Regions from separate parts of the Mus musculus genome. Here region 2 is linked to region 1. Evidence: chromatin contacts called from public HiChIP or PLAC-seq data. All regions are on one chromosome and are shown on one strand. Each heading gives the region's core, a stretch centred on a gene start, on an enhancer-like site or on the middle of the called end of the contact. The rest is flanking DNA. Distances are from core to core; before and after follow the strand shown. Region 1 has its middle 14 kb from the start of Gm39737. Region 2 overlaps Gm38452 (a long non-coding RNA gene).

The links. HiChIP or PLAC-seq counts read pairs in DNA pulled down with a chosen protein or histone mark.
Region 2: a contact with region 1 is called in an H3K4me3 HiChIP or PLAC-seq map of embryonic basal ganglia, with 4 times the contacts expected there. The contact joins two enhancer-like sites. A contact is called at or near these places in 1 of 115 datasets of contacts at active chromatin or transcription factors (embryonic basal ganglia) and 2 of 9 other capture datasets (embryonic tail and embryonic trunk).

What each region holds. Positions count from the first base shown.
Region 1 is chr1:190,382,707-190,387,153 of GRCm38.p6, forward strand. No RefSeq gene overlaps it. Among named protein-coding and RNA genes, the nearest start is that of Gm39737, 14 kb to the right of the region's middle. Within about 2 kb of position 2,040, at least 5 of the 459 cell types and tissues checked have an H3K27ac peak or open chromatin away from gene starts, as enhancers often do. A contact at or near this core is called in embryonic basal ganglia, where this site is marked.
Region 2 is chr1:190,711,923-190,716,369 of GRCm38.p6, forward strand. The region is part of intron 4 of Gm38452 (a long non-coding RNA gene); the gene reads right to left. Among named protein-coding and RNA genes, the nearest start is that of Gm38452, 16 kb to the right of the region's middle. Within about 2 kb of position 1,874, at least 2 of the 459 cell types and tissues checked have an H3K27ac peak or open chromatin away from gene starts, as enhancers often do. A contact at or near this core is called in embryonic basal ganglia, where this site is marked.

The DNA.
Region 1 (4,447 bases), core at 790-3,289:
TCTGGTATATCCATTAATTTCAGTTGTCTACTTGATGAGATCAGATAGGAATCACCTGGGCTATGTGCTCATGAAAATTATCTCGATTAGGTGAATTCAGATTGAAGAACTGCTGGCTGTAGGCAGCTCTATTCCCTGGGTTGAGCTGAATACTTCCTCTACCTCTGTTCTCTGATGGCTGGTACTCCTGCCTCCATGACTTTTCTTTCATGATGGACTGTGCCCTGGAACTATAAACCAGAATAAACCTGTCCTTCAGTAAGTTGGTTTTATCAGGAAAAGACACTGGACAGAGTAGCACATTTATAATCTCAGCAGCACCTTAGGAGGTAGAGGCAGGAAGGGAGGGAACAGGCAGGGTAGGGGCTACATAATGAGTTCCAAACAAGCCTCAACTACAATCAATAACACAAACAAACAAACCCTCTGCATGGTGGCTTAAATTGTAGTCACAGAGGGGAAGTAAGTCTTGCCCCAATAAAGGATGACAGAAAAAGTTTACTTAAAAAATTCTTATACCAACATTATCGTGTATCAGTCACCAACATTTGGCATGAAGAGCTCACATCTACTTGGTTTTATTCGGGTTACCTTGATGGCGTGATAAACTGGTGTGTCTTCCCTAACCCCAACTATCCCCATATGAGCGATAGAATTAAGAGCAACATCTGGTGCACCGAAACTTGGGTTGGCCTCTGACTTAACCCTGTGGTATTTCAGTGGTGTCTACTGATAAGCAAGGAGGATTCCCCTGGGATGTTGGGTCATTCTGATAATAGAAGGGGCCACCATCGGCTTTGGAGCCCTGAGTTCTCAACACAGCTCTCCCTTCCCTCTACCCACTGCTGTGCTTCTCATTGGTCAGAGTATATGACCAAACAATGTGAGGCTCTCTGAGGAGTTATCTCTGGGTGATTTTCAGCTGTATTTCTATCTGGGTTAACTCACAACTACCATAGTCACGTGACACACACATGCTTAACACATTCTCTGCATCTGAACGGTGTAACTGACGGCAGAAGGGTCTGATCTTGGCTCCAAATCAGCGGGCGACTATTGAGCTACTGTAGTTTGAGTGGGATGGTCAGAATTCAGAATGTTTAAAACACAGTGAGCTGAATTCTGCTGTTCAGAATTGATCTCACCCCAGAAGAGATGCCTGGCTTTGAGAGGGGCTGCCACTCAGGCTTGGTGACTATTCCTCCCTAGGGGTGCACCCTGGGGGCTCATGTAGGACGGCATAGAATTGGAAATCACAGATGTATTTTCTCCACCTAACAGTGCGCAATCAAGAACACTTCTACTTCGCTAAGCCCCACCCACAAGATGTGCTTTTATTTAATTTAAAAATGTTCTTTCCATCCATCAACACACACAATCGAATCACTCTGTGTGCCTCTGCTCGGGAGTGACTTGGTGACTGTTGACCCAGCACCTGCCACTCTCTGCTTCTCCTCTTTATGTTGCTGCCGCCTCCTGCTTTCATTTCTTTTATTTCCATCCTTCCCCCCCCCCCCCCGAAAGGAATTCACCGTGGTGGTTCACCACATCACCAGCTGCCTCACCGCCCCCCACCCCCCGCACCCCGGATTCATTTGTGTATTTGAAGGTAAAAAAGGGACAGAAAAGGTGGGTGGTTGGACCCGTGTAGTCAGGACATGGGGAGGGTCTCTCTTTCTCCCTCTAGAAAGTGAAATTCCTCTTTCAGGTTCCTGTCTGAGCCCTTCAGTCCTTCCGTCACACACCCCCTGGTCCAAGGGCCACAGTGGCACCTGCGAGTTGGGGAGATCTAAACCTGCATGTCACCTTTCATCTAATCAATCCTAATCTTGTTGGAGCCGGTACACGATTAAAACTTGCTCCCGGAGTGATCTTTATCTGTCCTAAAATTCAAAAACTACCTTTCAAATCCCTTCCCACAAGCCCAGTCTCCATCTCCCTCTTCTCTGCGTCTTCCCCTTGGTTTCCTCCTAATTACCAGCCAGCGGGTGGATGCGACTGCTACTCCGATGCTCCAGTGCTCCGGATCCCTAATCACGCCTATTGTGCTCCTCAAAGCAGAGTCAAGAATTGCTGCCTTTTTATGCCCCCTCTCTCCCTCCATTGTAGACGGAAGCAGGTTCCTGCCGCTTTTGTTGCCTCCACTTCTGGGCTAAGCTCCATTTGCTGGCGAACGGGCCCTGTCTTCACTCCCCCCTCTAAATACTGTAACATTCAGCATCCTTTCATGTCCGTGCTTTTAAAGTAAATCTTTGGACAATTAAAGACATGAAATGGCTAAATAGAGTTCTGTGGGCGTTGTTCTCTCCTTTTTAGAGGTTTAATCACACTTAATGGCTCTCTTCAAAACTTGAATTTTCCATTTTGGTGTTTTGACTCCATTGAAAGAGTTTACTAATATTCTTTCAAAAGTATTCTCGGCTCAAATGAGCTATTCAATAAAAGTTTTGTACCATGCTATAGGATTTACTCTAAATGGAAAATAATTTAAAGGGAGATCAGAGTGTGGGGGGGGGGGTACCATCCCGTGCCACGGGTTTTGTGAGCCAAATCGTAATCACCAATATAGAATCCGTGAGGAGGTGGTAAAAGACAAGAATTATTTAGATATATGGGAGACTATTCCAAACAAGATTTCAATACTGTTTCTTTCCTTAAAGATTGTTCAGCCTTATGGGTCTATAAGTAGGAAGTTGGGGTAACCCCATATCCTCCTTCCTGCATTCCTCATCTCTCTGCTTCTGTGGTTTTCCCCCTCAAAGACAGAGAAGCTAATTTTGTGGCTAGTCTGCCACAGCGTCCTCATCAAACTGTGGCCCCTCTTCCCAGACTTGCTGTTGCTGGGATAGCCTGCTCTTGTCACCGTCAGGAGGAGGAAGTTGGCTGGACACTGAGTTCCCCCTGGGTCATAGTCACTGTCCAAGTGGTAGAATTTGCCTCTTGAAAAGCAAATTTAGTGGAAAATAAAAGCCATTACCTCATGACAGTGTCTTTATTAACCCCAAACCCTCAGATAGCATTTCTTGCTAGTGACAAACTGAGGAAAAATAAGAAATGCCACACACTGTCTATCTAGAACGATGCCCCTGCCTGCTTCTGCCTTTCATGCAAGCAACCCAGGACAGAGTTGGGAGAACTGGAGCCTGACCCTGGATCTAAAAACAAGCAATGCAGGTAGAGGAGAGAACGGATGATATAGCCTTGGATCCAGGCTCTGTCACTCACTGACCCCAGGGAAGGCACCCAGAGAGTCTGAGACTTTCTCTTCCATGAAGAGAGTCTCTGGGATTGAGCGGGTGCTCATATTTACCCAAAGCTACCTCACTCACTCTCTTATTTATTATTTTATTTCTCTCCTCCCTCCCCAGTGTCAGCTCCACTAAGCAGGAACCTTGGCAGAGTTCATCTCTGTGCCCTCAATGCCTGCGAGCATGGCTGGCATTGAGCAGATGTCCGATAATGGATGCACATATCATAGTTATTGGAATCTTCCTGACCACTGAGCAGTTGACCTTGACCTGGGTTGGTAGGCTTGGTAACATTTGCCAAATCGGCCAAAGAGGGGAAATTATTTCAAGAAATCAGAAGCAAAGAGGGGAGGGGGTTAAGCCATATTTAGAATCCGCACAGGCTCAAGCATGGAAGACACTGACCTGTTCTGAAGTCCTGGACCTACGTAGTGAAAAGTGGAATCAGTCTTGAAATACCCTAAGTGGAGTAAGTGGTGAGGGATGTTGAAGAGGTTTAATCCAGATGTAGGTTTAAAAATAAAAAAAAAAATGTTTGGAGGAAGGTTTATCAGATTGAGACACAATACCTAAGGTGACAGAGGAATCTACTAGGGTGCTACACTTGCTGGTGAGGCCTGAGTTAGTCCCAAGAATGGACATCTGAAGAAAAATGGCTCAGGGACAATTATTGGAAGCAGTGCAGGAGACTGCGTGAGAACATGAAGAACAAAGGTGCAGAGGCCGCAGCAGTAGGGCTCTGGTAGAATCCATGTTAACCTGAATGGACAAGGGAAGATGCCGTGGGGAGAAACATTCACACAGAAGCATCTATGGGTTGCAGGGAATGGGAGCCAGAGATGCCATGTGTGGAACCACCTGCCTAGCAGTGACAGGTGAAAGTAAACAAGGGAGAGGAGAGACTCCGAGGCAGACCTGAGGAGAGTGAGATGGGAGGCAGTCAGGAAGGCACACGACTGACCTGTCATGGGCAGGAGCCCTACTGGGTGTGTGGAGGATCAGGCAAGGGAAATAAATGAAACATTAACAATTACATGAGGGTATGCCTGTTAGAACAAGAGAGGAAAACAGAGAGGTTTTCTTACCTAGCGACTGTGTTCAACCCCTGTGCCAGAGCACGTACTGGAAAATCTGTGTTTCCTTGTCACCTCCAGCCCGCTAGCAGTGTCATGTGGGTGGTATGCTCATGTGCCAGCCCA
Region 2 (4,447 bases), core at 624-3,123, 330 kb after region 1:
ACAGAAACGCTCGCCCATCCTTTTTCATGTCCACCGGTACAATAGTGGTACAAACGTAATAGGAGTGGTCAACCACTTTCCGATTGGATCTAAGGCCCACTCTGTGAGATGGAACCCACACCTGACATTGTTAGAGGGGCCGGGAACCTGTGGATTGATGGGCCGTAGGCACTAGAGGAGAATACAATGGTATTAATTGCTAAGTGGACACAGTATTAAAATGACTCCTAATGACTTACTGCTATACCCACAGATCACAGCCTCTCTCAACCCTCATCAGAAAAGCTTCTAATTTCAATAAGTGTCAATTAACACTGAGACTCTCAACCAGTCGATGCACAGAGAAGAAAAGACTGTGGAGCCCTCAGCCCTAAATGAGACATACTCATCACATCCCCCCACCCCCAGGTCTCAGGATCTTCAAGGAAGAGAAGGCAGAAAGATCATGAGAGCCAAAGATGTCGGACAACATCAAGGAAGTAATGTCTTCTAGACACAACAGGGCAGATGAACACACAAACTTATAGAGATTGTGACATCATGCAGAAGACCCACACAAGCTCTGGCTAGGCAAGGTCCCAGCAGAGAGGACAAGGTAGGCATGAAATCCCATCCCTAGCCAAGGAGCTGGGACCAGCTGGTAGGTACTAGGAGAGGGAGGATCTAAAGAAAACTTAAAATACTAAATAAAACTAATGATCTGACACCTAGTAGGTCCACCACACTCCAGGACAGGCTCCACTCCCAAGACTCATTGGGCAATACAAACTAGAGTCAACGTAGGGGAAAGATGAAAGGAAGATTACGAGAGGAGCTGGGAGTGGGGAGGTGAATATGTTCAAAATACATTGTATGAGACTCTCGAGGAACTAACCTTTTAAACCCTCTAAAAATTAATCTAGGTTCTTAAAACAATACCTGCCATTTAGTAACTGCTCAATAAACGCTAACATCGTATCGTTGTTAGAGTGGCTGGCTGTGGTTAACTCATTCCTCTCAGACTCCTGGTCCACACTCCTGCCTACCCTTCTTTGCCCTTCTTCTACAGAACAGCAAATGTCTCCATAGTGAGACACCAACAGAGCCCAGGACACTCTCGGAGGCCCAGCCACCTCAACTGCTTGTTCACTGGGCAGCCTGTAAGTGGGGTAGTGGGTTTATGTTTTCTGTTAAAACACAAACATATGTTCATCTATGCTCCCAGTTACTGAAGTCATCTGTCAGTCACTTGAGTATGCACAAGCTCTGTATCCTTCTGTAAAAGCCATTCTTCACTGGGAAGGTGTCAAAGGGAGCTTGTTGAGTATCTCAAAGGAAGATGAAGAGAAGCAGAAGGGAGCAACGACATTGGGTGTGTGGTTGTGAATGTCACGTGTGACCCTCTACCAATTCCACTGGGTGGCATTTGACATCAGCACAGGGACACTCCCTTCTGGCCCAAGGGAAGACGGCATCGCTGTGACCTCTATTTACAGAGGTGTAGAGATGCCACGTGACTCCTCTAAGGTGGACCAGATGCTGAAGATGCTCAGTCCAGCTCTTCCAGGCCCCTCCCCTCATCCTACCCATGCCTCAGTCCTGCCTCTCGCCCGCCAGGGCACTGTGTGTCCCCCATTCCCTCCCATCCACAAGCACACAGGTGGAGGCAGGCAGGCCTCCCTCACACTCTGCTTCCCTGTCTGAGTCTATTCACCGAAGCACCCACAGCAGGCCCAGATGTGTCAAAATAGAGAGGGAAAGGAAGAAAGGTCATTGTTCCCAACCATTTGCAAGAATATCTGAGTTAAAAATGGAAGATTTGTCATTTGCACAGTGAAGGGGGGTGGGGGGAGGGAGCATTGTTAGGTGTTGGTAATGTAAAAAACGCAAGTATGCTGTTATTTATGTAATTAGTTATTGCTTTCATTATGGGTGCAGTCTTAATGGTTATAGTATTTATGTATAATTACCTTAATATTCACTGAAATTTCCAAGTAGCTCCCTAATTAACTGTCTCAAATATATAATTACATTGCATCTTTACGCAAGACTTGCCTAATTAATGTAGTTACACCACTTCTTTTGTGATGCGCATTATCAAATGCTCTCTGCATCCTTCTTCTGACTTCTTGTAATTCACGCTTTACAAAAATTAAGACCTCGAATTAGAAGCCTTCAGAAGCAGCTCGGTCCTGCAGCAGAGTGGAGGCTCGGATTGCTGCTTTGCAGAGTCCTCATTAGGACTCTCCTTCACAGCCAGCCTACCTGGAGGTAAGAGAAGCTGGGCTGGGTCACAGGCTCATTAGAGCAGGCAGCTGGAGTCAGGGCCTCAGGCTCAGCTCTTCCCTACCTCTGGCCATTCTCCTCCCCAGGGAAGACCACCCTGTGTCCCAGGGTCCCTGTGTGATGGTGGGCTCAATTCTGTATCTACTTCTACTAGGGACCTCTGAAGCCTTAGCTTTCTAATACAAAAATAGAGCATAGCTCCTCAGAAAAGCTCTCTAAGAAAATTAACTCCTCAGAAAATTCTTCCAGGATTGAAGTTAAGCAAAGCAGAAAATGGCTTGCTGGTAAAGTGCTTACCTTGTAAGTACAAGGACCTGAGTTTGAACCCCCAAAAAATCTACATTTAAAAAGGTGGGGATGACATCACACTTGTAATCCCAGCTCTGGGGAGATGGATATGCTTCCATGGAGCTCACTGGCTACCCAGCCAAGCCTTCACAATAAACTCCAGGCAGGGAGAGACCCAGACCCTAAAAGCAAGGTGTGGTCCTCAGGAGCTGACGTTGACATTCAACTTGCACACATGGGCACAGACTCATACTCTCTGGCACACATGGGCACAGACTCACACTCACTGGCACACATGGGCACAGACTCACACTCACTGGCACACATGGGCACAGACTCACACTCACTGGCCCACATAGGCACAGACTCACACTCACTGGCACACATGGGCACAGACTCACACTCACTGGCACACGTGGGCACAGACTCACATCCATTTAAAATAAGACTTGAAGAGCCAGTGAGCATGAAGAACCCTGAAGCACACCATGGATGTTGCACAGAAGTGAGAGTTGTTTCTAGAACTTTACTCTGCCTCTGCACCACAGCAGTCTCATGCCACACGCTGCCAAGCTCATCACCCAGTATCAGAGGCTTAGAACAAGCCTCGTGTCTATGGTTATACCATTCTGAATACTCAAAAAGCTAAGTGCAGGAGGACCCAGCTACTGTACCCATGGGAAACTATCCACATCGTGTTCAGCTTCTAGCTGTATGGATGGGTAACTGGGCCAGGCTCTGCTGAGCAAACTTTCTGGCTGGCGTACACACAACTAGTCTCCTCCCATGTCTGGAATCACAAGAGGAACGGCCAAGATTTGTTTTTTTTTTTTTTTTCATAAAGCTCCTCAGAATTTCGTACCAGGCTAGCCTTGTAGGGCTCGTTGGTTGGCAGCATTTCCAACCTAAGGTCAACAGCTACTAGTCCCCTGGACCAAAAACTGTACAATGTTACTTTCAGAATGCCTCATGTGGCAACCCAGATGCAAGGTCTAGGTAACAGACACTGTCTTCATAGGAGGAATCTGTACTGTTGTTAATAATTCACCTTGAGGCCTATGTCCAATCTGTTCACTTGTTAGCAGTATGTCTTATGCATGTGTGCCAATGGGTATACAAGTATGAACATGCATGGCATTTATATACATGAATATGAATACAAGTATATGTGGTAGCATGTGTGTGTATGTGAGAGAGAGAGAGGTATGTGTGTGTGTGTGAGAGAGAGAGAGAGAGAGAGAGAGAGAGAGAGAGAGAGAGCACTCAGGTGTCATTCCCCAAGCACAAATCACTCTTATGTTTTGAGACAAGGTCTCTCATTAACCTACGTTTCAGCAATTTAGGCTGGCCTGGCTGGCCAGGGATCCCCACCTCCTGCCTCCACCCACCCAGTGCTGATTGCATATGTGTCTCATTGACTTTTAATTGAGGGTCCAAAGATTGAATTTAGGTCCTTGTATTTGAAAATGGAGGACTTTTCCAACTGAGCCATCGCCTCAGACACTCCAATCTATTCTTGTGGAGATGAAAATAACTCTTCGACTAGTCAATGACTAAGAGCTCATTGGGCATCTATCTGCTATGGACTTGGTACTGTGGAAGAGTCCCACAGGGAATCCAGATGCTGAAGACACAGTGTTTCGGCACTGCCAGTCTTGGTGGAGGAAGCAAAGCCAATGCTGATGGATGAAAAACAAGGCCAGTGGAAACTCTGATTCCATGCTATAAGCATAATGCTAATATCCAGAAGCAAGAGGTCAGTGAGGTGGGAAAGAAAGCTAAAGAAGTAGGCAGGAGTGGAGGAACCAGCAAGGCCAGACTAATACCATATGCAGGAAGCAGCAAGCACACATGGGATGATCACATGGGTTATGCTGGAAGGCCCAGTGAAGCC